Regions from separate parts of the Pan troglodytes genome. Here region 2 is linked to region 1. A link is a contact called in public Hi-C data. All regions are on one chromosome and are shown on one strand. Each heading gives the region's core, a stretch centred on a gene start, on an enhancer-like site or on the middle of the called end of the contact. The rest is flanking DNA. Distances are from core to core; before and after follow the strand shown. Region 1 overlaps ARID1B (AT-rich interaction domain 1B). Region 2 has its middle 100 kb from the start of TMEM242.

Region 1 (7,756 bases), core at 2,503-5,002:
ACAATGGGTAATGTTATTATTGACTTATTTTGTTAACTAATTACTTTTAATTGAACAAGAAGCACATGTAGTTGGTGGGAAAAGTTCTTAGATTGATGTGTTTCTTCCATTTCTTTCCAAAAATATTCTAAGTACATCAAGTATATGACTCACCCCCACCTTTTTAAAAAAAACTGATGGTAGCTTACTGTGCACACCCTTTCCATTCTTTTTACTTAATAGAGTATCCTGGAAATCTTTTCTTGTCTGCACACATAGATTTACCTCTGTCTTTGTAACAGAAGCATAGTCTTCTATGTTCGACTATACAGTAATTTACTGTAAACTTAACTCCCTTGGCAATGAAAATTTGGTTATGTTCACTTTTCACTGTTACAAACAACTCCAGTAAACATTGTTTTAAATATTTATTTTTATACTTTAGGATCAGTGGAATTGTTGGGGTTAATACTTGCATAATCATATACATGCGCATTTTGATTGATACTGCCAATTGTATTTTATTCCAGTATATATTTTCATCAGCAGTGCAAGGCTGTGATTTGAATAATTACCCAAACCTGTGTATATGTTGTAATTATTACAAGGTTTAATCTTTAGTACAATATGACTTTATTTGTATTCCTTTAATTATGAGTATCGTTCATTATACATTGTTATAAATGAGCATTATTTCTCACTTTAGTTCCTCTTTTTGTGACAGTGTGATACTGATTTTAGAACTATTTAAAAAAATAAATTGCAGCATAGTTTTGGCATTGCTTTATTTTAACGATAATGCTGCTAGAATTAGTATACTCTATTTTCAATGAGCGCTTTACATTGTGAACATAAAAAGGACTTTGAAAGTGAAAGAGAAAGGAAAGTACGGCCAGTTTTACTTCCAAATTCATGAATTCTTGTTTTCCCAATTTTCTTACTGGAATGATTGGAAATTAAGGTGATTTGTGTTATTTTTGGTGGAGGTGGGGTGTAGGGTAATTGGGAAAGAGATGTCAATTGAAGGTTTTTGTGCTTTAGGAGAGTGAGGACTGTAAATGGCTTAGCTGCTGCTGAACTTTACAGACTGAACTTTCACAGAGCTCTTAGAGGTTCTCTACAAATGGAATCCTTTTAGGCACTTGTGTTATAAAATGTTGATTGTAACATTTGAAATAAGTGTGAGTTAATGGAAAGGGCCTTGTCTTTGCCTTTAGGAAGTTTCTACTTTGTTATCCTAAACCTGCCCCTTCACACCTCTGTACTTCAGGAACCCTTGAAAAGTTCTCTCTCCCATTGAAGTGAAACATGGGTCTCATCAGAGTATTCAAATTTGTCTCTGTATTTGTTACAGTGTCCGTGTGGAGGAGGAGAACGTTGGCTATTATGTCCTAATTTTACATTTGATTAAACCTGTGACTTTTTTTTTCTTACTGCTAATTTTTAAGTCTCCCCACATCAAAGTTTAAAAAGAAAAATAACACAATGAATAATCTTATCTTTTCATTTATGAATTAGAATTTATTTTTGACTGTATAATAGATACTTACATACATTTCACTTAGATATTTATACCTAAGCTAAACTCATTTTCTTATGACATTAAGCACAAAACATTGCATTTAATAAATATCTGGACAGTATTTATTATGAATGAGTGATGGTCTTTTTGAGATTAGAGCAGATAAATGCAGATTATAGGCAAAGAATTAGTATTTTAGCATCAATGCTGTGTCTTCCCAGTACAGTATCCAGTCTTTCCATTGAGAATTTCCCAAATTTTTCAGTTGTATATTCTTGTTTTAATCGGATTAACACAGATCTACTTCTAGTTTATGTATAAGAATGATGGGTGGTTTTGTCTTATGAAATATAGTTATTGACTTTTCTGTTGTTGTTGTTCAAATTTATGACAAAAGGAACAAAAAAGCTTAGCTGATTTTGGCCGGTAAGTTTAATGACTACTACCTGGAAATTAAGTGTGAAAGTTGAAATACTCCTTTGCTCCCACTAGAGGGGGATTCCTTCCAACTTAGGTAAAAATGCTCTTAGACTCAGCGTGAAAACCTTGTGTGACATTGATATTCCCTTTGTATTAAATTGAGGATAACCTCATGTTTTTAAAATCAGCTGATTTTCTGTAGTTGCTGATATTAAAATCTTACAGAAATAGAGGATGTAAAGGATACTTGAACTAGGGTACATGTATATTTAAACAATAGTGCTTTTGAACAAAACATAAATACTTTTGTAGAGTTGCTGTAATTAAATTCATTTAAAGGTATATTAAGAGTTTCAAAACAACTCCCCCAGCCCTGCTGGAGATAGAATCTGGGGTGAAGGGTGCCCTGGTGGGATCTGACTCCCTCCTCCCACCCACAAGGTCTGTCACTGTCTCTGTCTGCTGAAATAGCCACAGAGAGAGTTCTAAATTTCACACGAAAGCTTTGATTTGCTCTCACCTCAAGTTGTCAAATATATTAAAGCCTTATCTTTAAATAGAGCTCTATTTACTATTGAATTTTCTTGTTACATTGACTTTTTATAATATGATAAAATATGCAGAACTCACTGAAGATTTTTTTTTTTTGCAAAGTTAAACTGTAATATATTTTAAAAATAATTCTATTTGTGTTAAAAATAGCACATCAAGGGTGAGGTATGCAGATATGATCTATATGTGTAATTCACAAGCAAATGTCATACGATGTTCACAGTATTTAAGATTCAGCATATTTCCTGTTCGCGTTTTTCCTTTAAAGTCTCCAATGTTGATTAGAGGTTTTAATTTAAAAAATAGTTGAGGTTAGTAACCTAGCATTGTGAAAGTCAGGGCTTGGGAAATTCAAACATGTAATCTTTTTTCCTTTTCTTAAATGAAAAGTCTATAATAAGGCCTTGTTTCTAAATCTAACAGCCTTGGAAATTAAAATGTAAACAGAAATGCTGTCAGTGAAACTTACAATGATTTTTTCTACTATAATTGATTCAACATTTCAGTCTTTAGCCTAAAATCATATTTGGTATCAGCAACATATGGTTTTCTATGAAAACGAGGCTGCTCATCTCCATCCCTAATGGTAGTATCTTTCTTTTGCTTTCCGCACCAGGCTCTGCCAGTGCCAGGGGGTGGTCAGTGAGCCTGGCTTTCAGTGAAGCAGTTGGAGAAGACAATTTGCTTCCTTGTTTCTTCTTTTGACCCTTTTAACTTTCATACTGGATGAAAGTCTTATTGTCATGGCCTTCCTTTCTATATTTTCTGTCCACAAGGGAAGAATACAATTTTGTTTTATAGCAGGACACATTAGATAGGCCTATATGCCTTCTACTTAAACACCTGCCACACATGCCTAGTTTTAAAAGGTTTAAAACTGACAGTGAAGCCTGTTACAGTCTGATATTGCCCACCCACCCCGTCTTCCTCTTTAAAAATACTCAGATGTGTTCTGTTGCCTTCTTTCCTTGTTCTTTTCCATCGTGTATTGGTACTTTGCAATAGTCAAAGTTAAAAGCTTTACACACGACACTGAATAATTATGTTTAAAAAACAGTAATTATCAATACACGTTTTGTTCCTCGCAGCTTTTTAAAATTCATGTTAATGAGCTCTGTCTTCTATGCATGAGACTGACAGGCAGTCTTGAAGTTTTGCCATCATTTCACAACTTGTTGCTTAGACACTGCCTGCCTTTTCCAGAGTATTGCTTTCAGGAACTCTTGCTCTGCAACATTCCAGAGATCCAGCGCTGCCCACTCTGATCTGAGCAGGACAAGAATCTACTGGTAGCACACATGCATAGTGAGATTGCTCTACAAAGGGCAGCTTCCCCTCACTGTCTGTCAGTAAAAGATCAAAAGGCATATGCAACATGTTGTGATTTAGGTGAGAAGGATGATTCTACTCACTTCCTGGATTGTTTTTGAGGAACTTCAACCACTACGTCCACATGATGGCAGATGGATTCATTTGATAGGAGCTCCCGCCGTCTTATAGAACTGAAACCCAGACGGTGACTGGGATTTCAGCCCAGCTCTTGAAGATACTCACAGATCTCTCTTTCTTGACAACTGACATAAATGGAATGCCAGTTTTCTCAGAACTCTCAATTCTAGGCCATGCCTGTGTCTGGTTTCTGTGGCTAGACTCAAAGAGGTTTTTGATAGTGCCTAAATTATGTTTTTCCTTATGATTTCAGGTTGAAGTCTTGGCCTCGGAGGATGCAGCCTTTGGACTCAAGGTGTGTAGTCTGGTGTAGTTCATTGTGGAGGTTTTTGTCAGTTCCTCCTAGGTGGATTTGAAGGTTCAACAGAGGGGACTTATTTTTTTTTTAATCATAATCAAAACACTGAGGTTTAAAAATCTTCACAAGTTTAAGATTTCTCTTATTGTGATTAAGATTAGACTGTGGTAGTATTTTCATTACCTTCTTTGTTGTGTAGAAAGAAACAATACAGGAAAACAAGAGTTTCGTTTAGTAGTAATTGACTTTTAAATTTCAACCCGGCATAGCACAAGATTTGCTTAAATTTTGCCCCAGTTTGGGGGTACTGAAATCTAAGATGTTATCAGAGTGCTGTATTTAGTTCATAGCTCCAGCGTTATTCATTGATTTATTAAACGTCCCCGCTTCAGACAGAACCCCTACCGTCCAGTTACAACCGGATTGAAAACCCAGCTCCTTCCCGTGAGGACCTCATGACCAGCTGACAGATCTAAGCCTATAAGCAGATAAATCATCCCACAGGGTAGCTGTATCCATGCAAGAAACATGCCAGAGGCTGCGAGTCGGGTGGAGTGGAGAATGGGAAGGCTTTCTAGGAGGTGGATCCCTGGGCTGAGTTTTGAGGGCTTAGGTTATACTGAGGCAAGAAAGGAGGGCAGGAGAAATGAGAGCTATTTTCGGGTAGAACAGCCACCATGAAAAATATCTGAGAAAGCTAAAAGTAGTTAAGTTTCTGTCTGTGTGGCAAGATCTGAGACTGGAGAGGTTAAAGATAACTTTCTCCTATAAAAAATGGTAAGCTATTAAAAGATTTTAAGCCAGGTAGTGGTCAGATTTGCAATTTAGACAGATGACTTTGGCCACTTTTTGGAGGACGGATTAACCAGAGACCAGTTAAAAGCAGTTGAATAGACCCAGTAAAAGTGAACACAGGCCTGAGCTGGCATAGTAGAAGCAGTGTCAGAGGGCAGAGGACTAGCAACCTCAGTGTGCAGGTCTGGTGCCTGCTGGGGTGTGCAGAGTAGGAAAAGAGGAGCTCAAGATGAGTCCAGGGACAATATGGTGTCACCCTGAGATAGAGAACACAAGAGGAAGAATTACAGATTTTTAAAAATTATAATCTTCCAGACCTGAATTGTCGATCAAATTACTTGCCTTTTGTACATATTTGCTGATAATTTTTAAATTTGTTAAATTTTGAGTAAATTGGGAGGCATTTGCCTTTTGTACATATTTGGTGATAATTTTTAAATTTGTTAAATTTTGAGTAAATTAGGAGACACTTATTAGAGAACTCTGATTTCATTTTCATATAGAGGTGTAGAAGTATAGGGTAGGTGCCATCAGTTACTTCGGAAGTCAGTTTGGGAGGATAGGAAGGTTGGTAGAAACTATTACAGAACACCAGGTATTGGTGACGACCCTCACGTGACTCCTCCATGTGCTACATCTTTGGCTTGAAACCAAGTTGGATTATTTATATATACATATATATATTTTACCATTTTTTTATCCTATATGCTTGACATTTCAAAAGCACAGTCTACCAGTTGTACAGTAATGACAGGTAAGATGACACTGTAATGCTACCAAAAGCAAAGTTTCTGAGGTTACAAATGTAGCACGATTTTACATTCATAAATATATGAAGAAAATTAAATTAATACTTTATAAATACTTGATACAACTCAAGTTTATAACCCTAATAAATTTTTTATGTTTCTGTATCTGCCAAAAATTACTAAAAGAAATTATTCTAAATAGAACCTAATTCAGTATTATTTACAGTATTTAACATATGGTTGTCTTGTGAATTTTTCATTTTTTATTTAATGCCCAGCATACATGTGGAATATTCATTGCATTTTTAATAAACCTGTAGGGTCAGTTCTTAGGAGCTCATTTTCATAATCCTTCATACTTACTGAGTATGCAGCAACGTTATAGAAGATTAGTGTAGCCAGCAGCTCTCATAGTCTGCCCTGCTGTGTGAAGCCTCCGTGTTTGTTCTGTGGCCAACGTAACAGGTTCCTTTTGTAGCCTTAACTTTTTTTTTTTGAGACTGGGTCTCACTCTGTTGCCCAGGCTGGAGTGCAGCGGCGCGATCATGGCTCATTGCAGCCTCAACCTCCCAGGCTCAAGCGATGCTCCCGCCAGCCATGTGCCACCATGCCTGGCTAATTTTTTATAAAAATGCAGGTCTAACTATGTTGCCCAGGCTGGTCTTGAACTCCTCGCCTCAAGTGATCCCTGGTCTTGGCCTCCCAAAGAGTAGTGTTGGCATTACAGGCGTTAGCCACTGCTCCTGACCTCATAGCCTTAAATTTAATAAGTTGAAACAACAGTGAAAATTTTTTTCAACAATCCAGCGACTTTCACAGTAATAGATGCTTTTAGCTTTTGCTCATCTATACTGAAGTGTTTATACATATAATTAAAAATGGGAAATTTGACATTTCTTTTTACTGCTTCATTATCTGGAAGTCGGCAAGTATATTTTTGAATTCCAAAAGTTACCTTCTTTCTTTCTTTCTTTCTTTCCTTCCTTCCTTCCTTCCTTTCTTTCTTTCCTTTCTTTCCGTCCTTTCTTTCTTTCCCTCCCTCCCTCCCTTCCTTCCTTCCTACCTTCCTACCTACCTACCTACCTACCTACCTACCTACCTTCCTACCTTCCTTCCTTCTTTCTTTCTCTCTTTCTTTTCCTTCCTTCCTTCCTTCCTTCCTTCCTTCCTTCCTTCCTTCCTTCCTTTCTTTTCTTTCTTTCTTTCTTTTTTCTTTCTTCTTTTTTTTTCTTTCCAAGACGGAGTCTCGCTTTGTCGCCAGGCTAGAGTGCAGTGGTGCGATCTCAGCTCACTGCAACCTCCGCCTTCCAGGTTCAAGCAATTCTCCTGCCTCGGCCTCCTGAGTAGCTGGGACTACAGGCGCGTGCCACTGATTTTTGAATTCTTAGTAGAGACGGGGTTTCACCATGTTGGCCAGGATGGTCTCGATCTCTTGACCTTGTGATCTGCCCGCCTCGGCCTCCCAAAGTGCTGGGATTACAGGTGCAAGCCACTGTGCTCGGCCAGAATTACCTTATTTCGTAAAGGTCTAGGTATTCAGCATTAGTCAGGTTTTTAAACGCATTCACAATTGGTGTTTCTTCCTGTTTTTGTAAGCACTGGGAAAGGCAACTCAAGTGTCTAAGTCACTGTGGTAACACATGGCACCCTCTTGGCAAATGCACAGAACATTTCTGAGCCTGCTGGAGTGTGTGTCCTGTGTATGTCGCCGCTCCTTTTAGTGATGATCTTTAATGAGCCTTTATCTTTCTGTACTTTTTTTCCTACTAATTCTTTATACTTGTATGCTTTGCCTTCTCTTAAGCGAAATTAAATTTACAAGCTTAATATTGACTTAGCACAAATTTGTCAGTCTTACTGGAAAATGAGTTAAATACACTGGGACCCAGAAATTAAAACAACTTATTTTTGTATGTACATGTGGTGAAACTACAACCCAGGGAAACAAGTGTGCAGTCTCGCAAAACTATCATGACTAGCAGGGTTGATCTG
Region 2 (7,756 bases), core at 1,348-3,847, 240 kb after region 1:
GGTCAGTTCCCCGCAGTCTGAGTGCCCAGCACTGTCACCTGGGAAATAGGAGGGGCAACTTCCTTCCCAGGGTAGATGTATCAGAGATAATGTGTGTGAGACTGCCCGAGGCATGGAGGTCGGGGGCGGGGGGGCTGGCCAAAGAGAGATGTCATTATTTGTGATTTTACTGAGGAAGAAACTGAGGCACTGAAGCTGTGCATAAACCTTGGTCTGGCTCCCATCTGGAAAACGAGACAGTTGGAGTGGAAAATGTCAAAGGTTCCTTTGAGCTCTAGCAATGTGGAGTTCTGCAGTCAGAGGGTTGAAATGCTGGGACATCTTGAATTGTTTTGAAAGAAAAGACTCATAAATGAGGCACATCTCTCCCCCAGAGCCTTAGGAAACAGCCTGAATCCATGCACAGTGAAACAAAACGAAACAGAGCCTCAGCTACTGAATTCATCTCCTCCCCTGACGCCCCGTTGCCCAGGGCCTCTCATTTCCACAGACTGCAGTTGCAACCTCTTGCCCTTCTTGGTCGCCAGTCGTTTCAGGTCCTGGGCTAATGGACGTGGCCTGGGAGTGATCGGCCAGGGCCATTACCCCTTGGACGGTGCTGTAGGCAGACCTAGGCTTCGGGGCTCCTGGGCTCCTGGACCCCTGGAAGAGTGTTGAGAAACATCTGGACAGGATTTCTCAATCTGGGCACTACCGACATTTTTAGCAGTGAATTCTTTTTTCGTGGGGACCTGTGCTGTGCATTGCAGAATGCTTAGCAGCATCCTGGCCTCTACCCACGAGGTGCCAGTAGCACCCTCTTAGTGGGGAAACGTCTCTAGGCAATACCAGAGACGTCCCCTGGGGGAAGAGAGGCAAAACTCCACCCACCAACCCCCTGCCCCCAGCCTCTCATTGAGAACTGCTGATCTGGAGGCACCCTAGTTGTCCGGAGGCGGAGGGAGGAATGGGGCTCCTTGGGGTCAATATTAATTTGTTTTGTATTCCTTGTATTTAAATCCACACAAGAAAAAGCCACTCTACAAAGGGCAGAGTTGTTTCCACTGCAGATGGACTCTGCGGGGACTAGAGGAAAGGATGGGATTTTCTTCTTCGAGGTGCTCTTTAAAAGGACACCCTAAAGCCCGGTAGCTGCAGCCAGGGATGAGACCTCACCAACCAAGGCGACGTAGGTAACAGGGCCCATGGGCCCCCAGGAGGCTCACAGGGAGGGCCCTCCCCTGGCCAGGCCTCGGGTGGGCTGGGTTTGCCGGCTATGCCCCGCCCACACTCGCCCTCCCAGCGGGCCCAGCTCCTATACCCTGCTGGGTGCGTCTTCACTGTGGTTCACAGAGAGACGTTCTCACTGCCTTGCTCTGTGGAAAAGCAGATTGCCGAGGTGGATGGGAGGGATCCCTGTTTTGGAAAAATAACATATCACCGTACACACACCCACACGCAGAGGGGAAAATGTGGCAGCAGACACCAAAATATTCCTATAGTTATTGATGGAAGCTGGGATTTCAGGTGCCTTTTTTGCTTATGTTTTCTCATTTTTTGACCTTGAACATGTAGTTACTTATAACAAGAAAAAGTCATTCGAGAAAGTAAAGAAAGTAGACAGAAAATGGCACCTTAAAACCCAAACCGCCAGAAACACCACTTAGATCTCAAAAAGGCACTAGGAAAAGCCCACTTCTGGTTTTTGGGTTTTGGCACCCACCATGCAGAGGGCGGCCCCTGGGTGCTGAGAGTTCCGGGGTCGGGAGCGGGATACAGGTGGGTAAATGAGCGGCTCCGAGAGGGTGCAGCTGCGGGCGCTGAGGACTGAAGTCTCCTGGGAGCACGCGCGGGGGACAGGGGCGACCCCAGGAGGGGAACGGCGGCCACGCCCGGGGACCGACGCTGCAGCCGGGAGGAGGCTCAGTCTCTGCGCCTGGGGGAGTCCAGGGAGATGCCAGGTGGGCGCGGCCAGACGCGGGACCTGGGGACCACGGGACCCGCAGCCACGCCTTCAGGACGCGTGGGCGGGACGGGCTCCGTGGGCTTCTGATGAGGACGGTCGGGGAGATGTCGCCTGCGCGTTTCCGGGAGCCTCCAGTGGCCCCGGTTCCAGGGGACCAGACAGAAAACAAAAGAGCAAAAGGCAGCCAAGGCCTCCAGCTAGGGGTCATCCCCGCAGCCCCGGTCTCGGACGGGGCGGGAGGCCGCTGTGGGGACGCGCCGCCGGGCCTCGCTGTCAGGTCGCCCGCGCCCCGCTCCGCCCGCCCCGCACAGGCGGCGACAGCCCCGCCTAGGCCCGCGCCTCGGCCGCCCTCTGCTGGGCGAAGCGAGCACCACGGCCGAGCGGCGGCCCCGGGAGCGCCGCGGGGACTGCAGAGCGCGGGGAAGCGGCGGCAGCGGAGGCTCGGCCTGGAAGGCAGGGGCCTTGGGGGCGTCCGGGGAGAGGGCGGGGGACATCTGTCCAGCGTGGGCCGTGCGCGGTGCCGAGCGCGCGGGGAGGGCCGAGGAGCTAGACGCGGACCCAGCTCCTCCAGGAGCCGGGAGGGATGGGAGGGACAGAGGGTAAACGGGCAGTGCCGGCCGAAGCCCGGTGGGACTCGGCGGCAGACAGACAGGCGGCTTCCGAGGGAGGACCCGGGGCCGGGCGCGGGCGGCGGGAGGCGAGGCTCTGGAGGCCTGGCGCTTCTCTGCACCGCGAAGACCCGGAGGCTTCAAGCAACAGACGCGGTTCTGGAGGCGGGAAGTCCAGAGTCAAGGTCCCCGAAGGCTGGGGGAGAGAATCTGTTCCATGCCTTTCTCTTGGCCTCTGGGGCTGCAGGGTCCTCAGAGTTCGGGGCTTGTCTCCCGTCACTCCAGTCTCTGCCTCTGTGGCCACATGGCCCTGTGTCCCTGTGTCTGTCTTTTCTCCTTTTACAAGGACAACAGTGGTCTTGGAGTAGAGCCCACTCTCATCAAATATAGCTTCATTTTGGACGGGCGCTGTGGCTCACGCCTGCAATCCCAACACTTTGGGAGGCCAAGGAGGGTGAATCACCTGAGGTCAGGAGTTCGAGACCAGCCTGGCCAACATGGTGAAACCCCATCTCTACCCAAAATGCAAAAATTAGCCAGGCGTGGTGGCGGGCGCTTGTAATCCCAGCTACTCAGGAGGCTGATACAGGAGAATCGCTTGAACCTGGGAGGCGGAGGTTGCAGTGAGCCGAGATCGCGCCACTGCACTCCTGCCTGAGCGACCAAGTGAGACTCCGTTTAAAACAAAACAAAACAAAACAAAACAAAACAAAACTCCTGTAATCCCGGCACTTTGGGAGTCCAAGGCAGGCGGATCACCTGAGGTCAGGAGTTTGTGACTAGCCTAGCCAACATGATGAAACCCCATCTCTACTAAAAATACGAAAAATTAGGCTGGTGGCGGGTGCCTGTAATCCCAGCTACTCAGGAGGCTGAGACAGGAGAATCGCTTGAACCTAGGAGGCGGAGATTGCAGTGAGCTGAGATCGCGCCACTGTACTCCAGCCTGGGTGATAGAGTGAGACGGCGTCCCCCTCTCAAAATAAATAAATAAAAATAAATAAAGTGTGTGTGTATATATACATAGCTTCATTTTAACTTGATGAAAATGGAAAGGCCTGATTTTCAAAGAAGGCTTCAACACTGAAATCTTCAACACCAGGGGTTTGGACTTTAACACACCTTTTGTGGGGACACAGTTCCACATACAGCAGGCCTGTTCCAGGTGGGCGTGCAAAGTCCACAGGGCTTCACTCCCAAGGCAGAGAGAACCTTGAAAGTTGTCATGATCTCACCTCACCGGAGTGGCCCTAGAAGGCAAGAGCCCAGCCCTGAGTCCCAGGAAGGAGGATTCCAAGCACTTCCATTCCCCAGGGAGGGAGGGGGCTTGGGGACTGCTTGGGGTTTTAGATCAACCCATGTATTGTAGGCAACGATTATTTTATTCTCAAAAAACAACCATGCCACAAATATCCCTCCTTCACTTTCTTTAGTTAGAAGAGCGAGCCATGTTCACTGAGGGAAAATGGGGAAAGTAGATTATAAAGGTTTAAAATCCCAGTGCCCCATGATGGCCGCACACGAAAAGGTGCATCTGTCTACCTAAGTGGGTTGGATGTCACTGTCTGCAGTGGAATAATGCCACATGCCAACCTTTCTGGAACTATGACTTTTGCCGTCACTTTTAAAGTTTAGTTTCCTAGACTCATCAATAGGGCTGTTCTCTGAAAATATGACCTGCAGTTAGGACTCGGTGCCTCTATAAGTGGCAGGTGCTTTGCTCATGTGGCTCAGAAGATGTGGAGAGTCTGGGCCTGTCTTGAGGAGGTGAGCTTGGGGAGGGTGCCCCTTGGCCACAGGCGCCACGCTCTGGCAGGACCAGGGGATGTGACCTTCTAAGGAGACACGACCCTGGTAAATAAGCAAGATCGCTGCCGGAAGAATAAGGCCGAAAGTGTCCAGAAAGGATGGGGGTGGGGAAGAGACCCAGGGGTCTCGCAGGCCAGGAGCAGGGCCAGGCTGGCTGTGGGAGAGTTGAGAAAGAGGGGGTGCGGGGGCTGCACGGAGAGGGGAGTGTGTGTGTGTGTACTGCTTCTTTTGAACAATGTAGAGTTCTCTATTACAATTGCTACATACCAATAGCCTTAAATGACAAACTAATCTCACAGAGTAAGATTTCAAAAAATAAAGGACTGAAATAAAGGCATGCACTGGGCTCTCTCTCATGGTGTCTTTTCCCCCTCCTGAGATAAGAAACTTCCTTTGTAGCCCAGGGATCTCCGTTCAGCCAGAACCAGAACTCTCTTTAGAGTTAAACCCACAATAGAAGAGCCTCCATTTCCCTCTCCTGCACTCCAACCAGCAGGGAAGCCCTTCTCTCCTCTGGTCCCACTCATGGCAGACAATAAGGAATGACATGGAATCTCCATTCGAGCGCATAAATACTCCAACTGTTTTCCTCCAGCTAGAAGTGACTCCACATTTCCCAGCCTCCCAGTCAAGCTAGTCCCAGCTAGGTAAGCATAATGCCCAAATTTTAAACAATGCTTAAGATGAAAGTGGGGTGTCACAAACAGCCACCACTTGAGGTAAACATTTTACAAACTACACTTTAGAAACGAAACATTTACCATTTGCCATTGAAAAGTTTTCATTTCAGAGCTCAGGGTTATAGCAACCCAGGATCTTTTACAGAAGCAGAAACTTAAAACTGAGTTGGTGCACGGGATGTTTTGTGTTGAATTTTTCACAAAAGCCAAGTCAGGATTTCAGATACCTCCAGAAATAAGAAAGCTACCATGGGAAGATTTCAGCAGTATTTATTTTTATTTACAATTTATACCCTGTCAGCTTCTAAAAAGGATTGGAGGCAGCTTCCAATAAAAGATACATGCACAATAAGATTGCTAAAATGGGAAAAGAAAATTGAAAACTCATGCCGAAGAAGGAGGGAGTCAAAAAGGTGGTAAGATTATTATGACGCGAGATTAAATTTAGTTCCAAGCTTTCTGATGGCCAAAGCAAAGATGCAAATGTGGAGGCTGGCAGGCACTTCAGTATCTGAATAAAGAAAAGAAAATCATAACCCGTGTATTAGTCTCCAAGGGGTATCAGCGGGTCTCCAGTACCGTGTTCATTGGGTGACCCCTATAAGGGCCTTTGAGTCAGGTGATGGAGAGGGTCCAGCCCTTCTGCATGTGGCAAGCCTAGGCTTTGGAATGGGACACCCGCCGTGCCAGGCCCCAGGCAAGGGGCCCAGCCCAGCCCTCGCTGCAGAGTGCCTACCCCTACAGCTGCCTCACCCTGAGGTGAATTATCCACAAGGCCAGGGCCTGTCATTTCCTACTCAGTCAGCCCCGAGATTCCTGAGGCTTGGCCTTTGCCCTGGGTCCATCCTCTCCAGTGGCTAGCCCTGCACGTGTTCATGCCTCTGGGCCTGAGGAGGGCCAGGGGCAGCCAGTGGGGTGCAGGGGAATTTGGACTGCAGGCTGGGTTGTCCACACGCTTGTTACTATAATCATTGTTATTTCTGATTCACCGTGCAATTCTGCCATTTATATTTATAATGCTATTTGAGAGATTGTGAAAAAGCAACACCACCCTGAAAACACACAGTCTTCCTCTAGGCTAGGGAGGCTGAAGCAGATTAGCGCTTTTCCCTTCTTCCTTTTTTTTTTTTTTTTTTGAGACAGATTCTTGCTCTTGTTGCCCAGACTGGAATGCAGTGGCACAATTTTGGTTCATTGTAACCTCCGCCTCCCAGGTTCAAGCGATTCTCCTGCCTCAGCCTCCCGAGTAGCTGGGATTACAGGTGCCTGCCACCAAGGCTGGCTGATTTTTGTATTTTTTGTAAAGATGAGGTTTCACCATGTTGGCCAGGCTGGTCTTGAACTCCTAACCTCAGGTGATCCACCCACTTCGGCCTCCCAAAGTGCTGGGATTGCAGGTGTGAGCCACCCCAATGGCCCATTTTTCCCTTCTAAAATGGCTTCTTACCTGCATTTATTCAGGTCCTGTGGGTTTAGAGCTTGACATTTAAGGACCAGATTGGGCTGGGTGCAATGGCTCATGTCTGCAATCCTAGTGCTTTGGAAGGCCAAGGCAGAAGGATCGCTTGAGGCCAGGAACTGGAGGCTTCTATGAGGTGTGATCACACCACTGCACTCCAGCCTGCACAACAGAGTGAGAAAAAAAAAAAGAAAGAAAGAAAGAAAAGAAGAAAGGAGGGAAGGGAGGAAGGGAGGAAGGAAGGGAAGGAGGGAAGGAAGGAAGGAGAAAGAAAAGAGAGAGAAAGAAAGAGAAAGAGAGGAAGGAATGAAGGAAGAAGAAAGAAATAAGAAAGAAAGAAAAGAAAAGAAAGAAAGAAAGAAAAGAAAGGAAGGAAGAAAAAGAAAAAAGAAAGAAAAGAAAAGAAAGCCACAGAGAGAGAGAGAGAGTGGCGGAAGGAAGGAAGGAAGGAAACAAGAAAAGAGAAGAAAGAAAAGAAAGAAAGAGGGAGGGAGGGCAAGGAAAGGAAGGAAGGAAGGAAGGAAGGAAGGAAGGAAGGACGGAAGGAAGGAAGGACGGAAGGAAGGAAGGAAGGAAGGAAGGAAGGCAGAAGCGATTTCTCTTTCTTCTCTGCTCTCTTGTCCCTTTATCCAACCCTCCCCTAAAATTCTCATGACTTTCTACTCTACTATAGTTTTTTTTCTGTTTTCTTTTTCTTTTTTTTTTTTCTCTGGTATCTTCTCTCGTCTTAGAGTTTGGTTCTGTGGAGGGCAAGGACTATATCTGATGTATCTTTGATTCTCTGGGATTTACCACAGAGCCTGATGCCTATAGATCCTTAATAAATGTTTGTTGTCCAAATGAAAGAATGAAAAAGATCATATCGTAAAAATAGAGATAAGTTGGGAAGATATATCGATTATGCTGTTCTGTTGAGGGATAGGTCATGTATTTAGAAATTTAAACTTTTGGTTATTGTGTTCACATCATAGTATACAAGCATCATTTATAGTTTGGCTTTGAGAACTTTTCTGGTATTACGTTTATGGAAAATGTATAAAAGAAACAAGTTTTGGTTATATTTTTATATTTGTAAAGTAAAAGTTTGGTTAAAGTGATCACTGTTCTTTTTTTATTTTATTGTTATTTCAATAAAAAATATTTGAAAGAGAAAAAAAAAGAATCAATGAAGGCAGAGACTAAAACAACAACAACAAACAACAGCAAAACCAGCGCAGCCTTGCGGTGCTGGGTGGAGCCGCGGCGGAGGGAGGAG

What was found. Hi-C and Micro-C count contacts between places; a contact is called where the count stands out from the background.
Region 2: a Hi-C map of stem cell-derived neural progenitor cells shows a contact between it and region 1, with 5 times the contacts expected there. The contact joins two enhancer-like sites. A contact is called at or near these places in 1 of 7 Hi-C or Micro-C datasets (stem cell-derived neural progenitor cells) and 1 of 1 datasets of contacts at active chromatin or transcription factors (stem cell-derived excitatory neurons).

What each region holds. Positions count from the first base shown.
Region 1 is chr5:169,003,084-169,010,839 of NHGRI_mPanTro3-v2.0_pri, forward strand. All of the region lies in intron 4 of ARID1B (AT-rich interaction domain 1B), which reads left to right. Among named protein-coding and RNA genes, the nearest start is that of ARID1B, 260 kb to the left of the region's middle. Within about 2 kb of position 3,753, at least 8 of the 24 cell types and tissues checked have an H3K27ac peak or open chromatin away from gene starts, as enhancers often do. A contact at or near this core is called in stem cell-derived neural progenitor cells, where this site is marked.
Region 2 is chr5:169,248,719-169,256,474 of NHGRI_mPanTro3-v2.0_pri, forward strand. No RefSeq gene overlaps it. Among named protein-coding and RNA genes, the nearest start is that of TMEM242, 100 kb to the right of the region's middle. Within about 2 kb of position 2,598, at least 13 of the 24 cell types and tissues checked have an H3K27ac peak or open chromatin away from gene starts, as enhancers often do. A contact at or near this core is called in stem cell-derived neural progenitor cells, where this site is marked.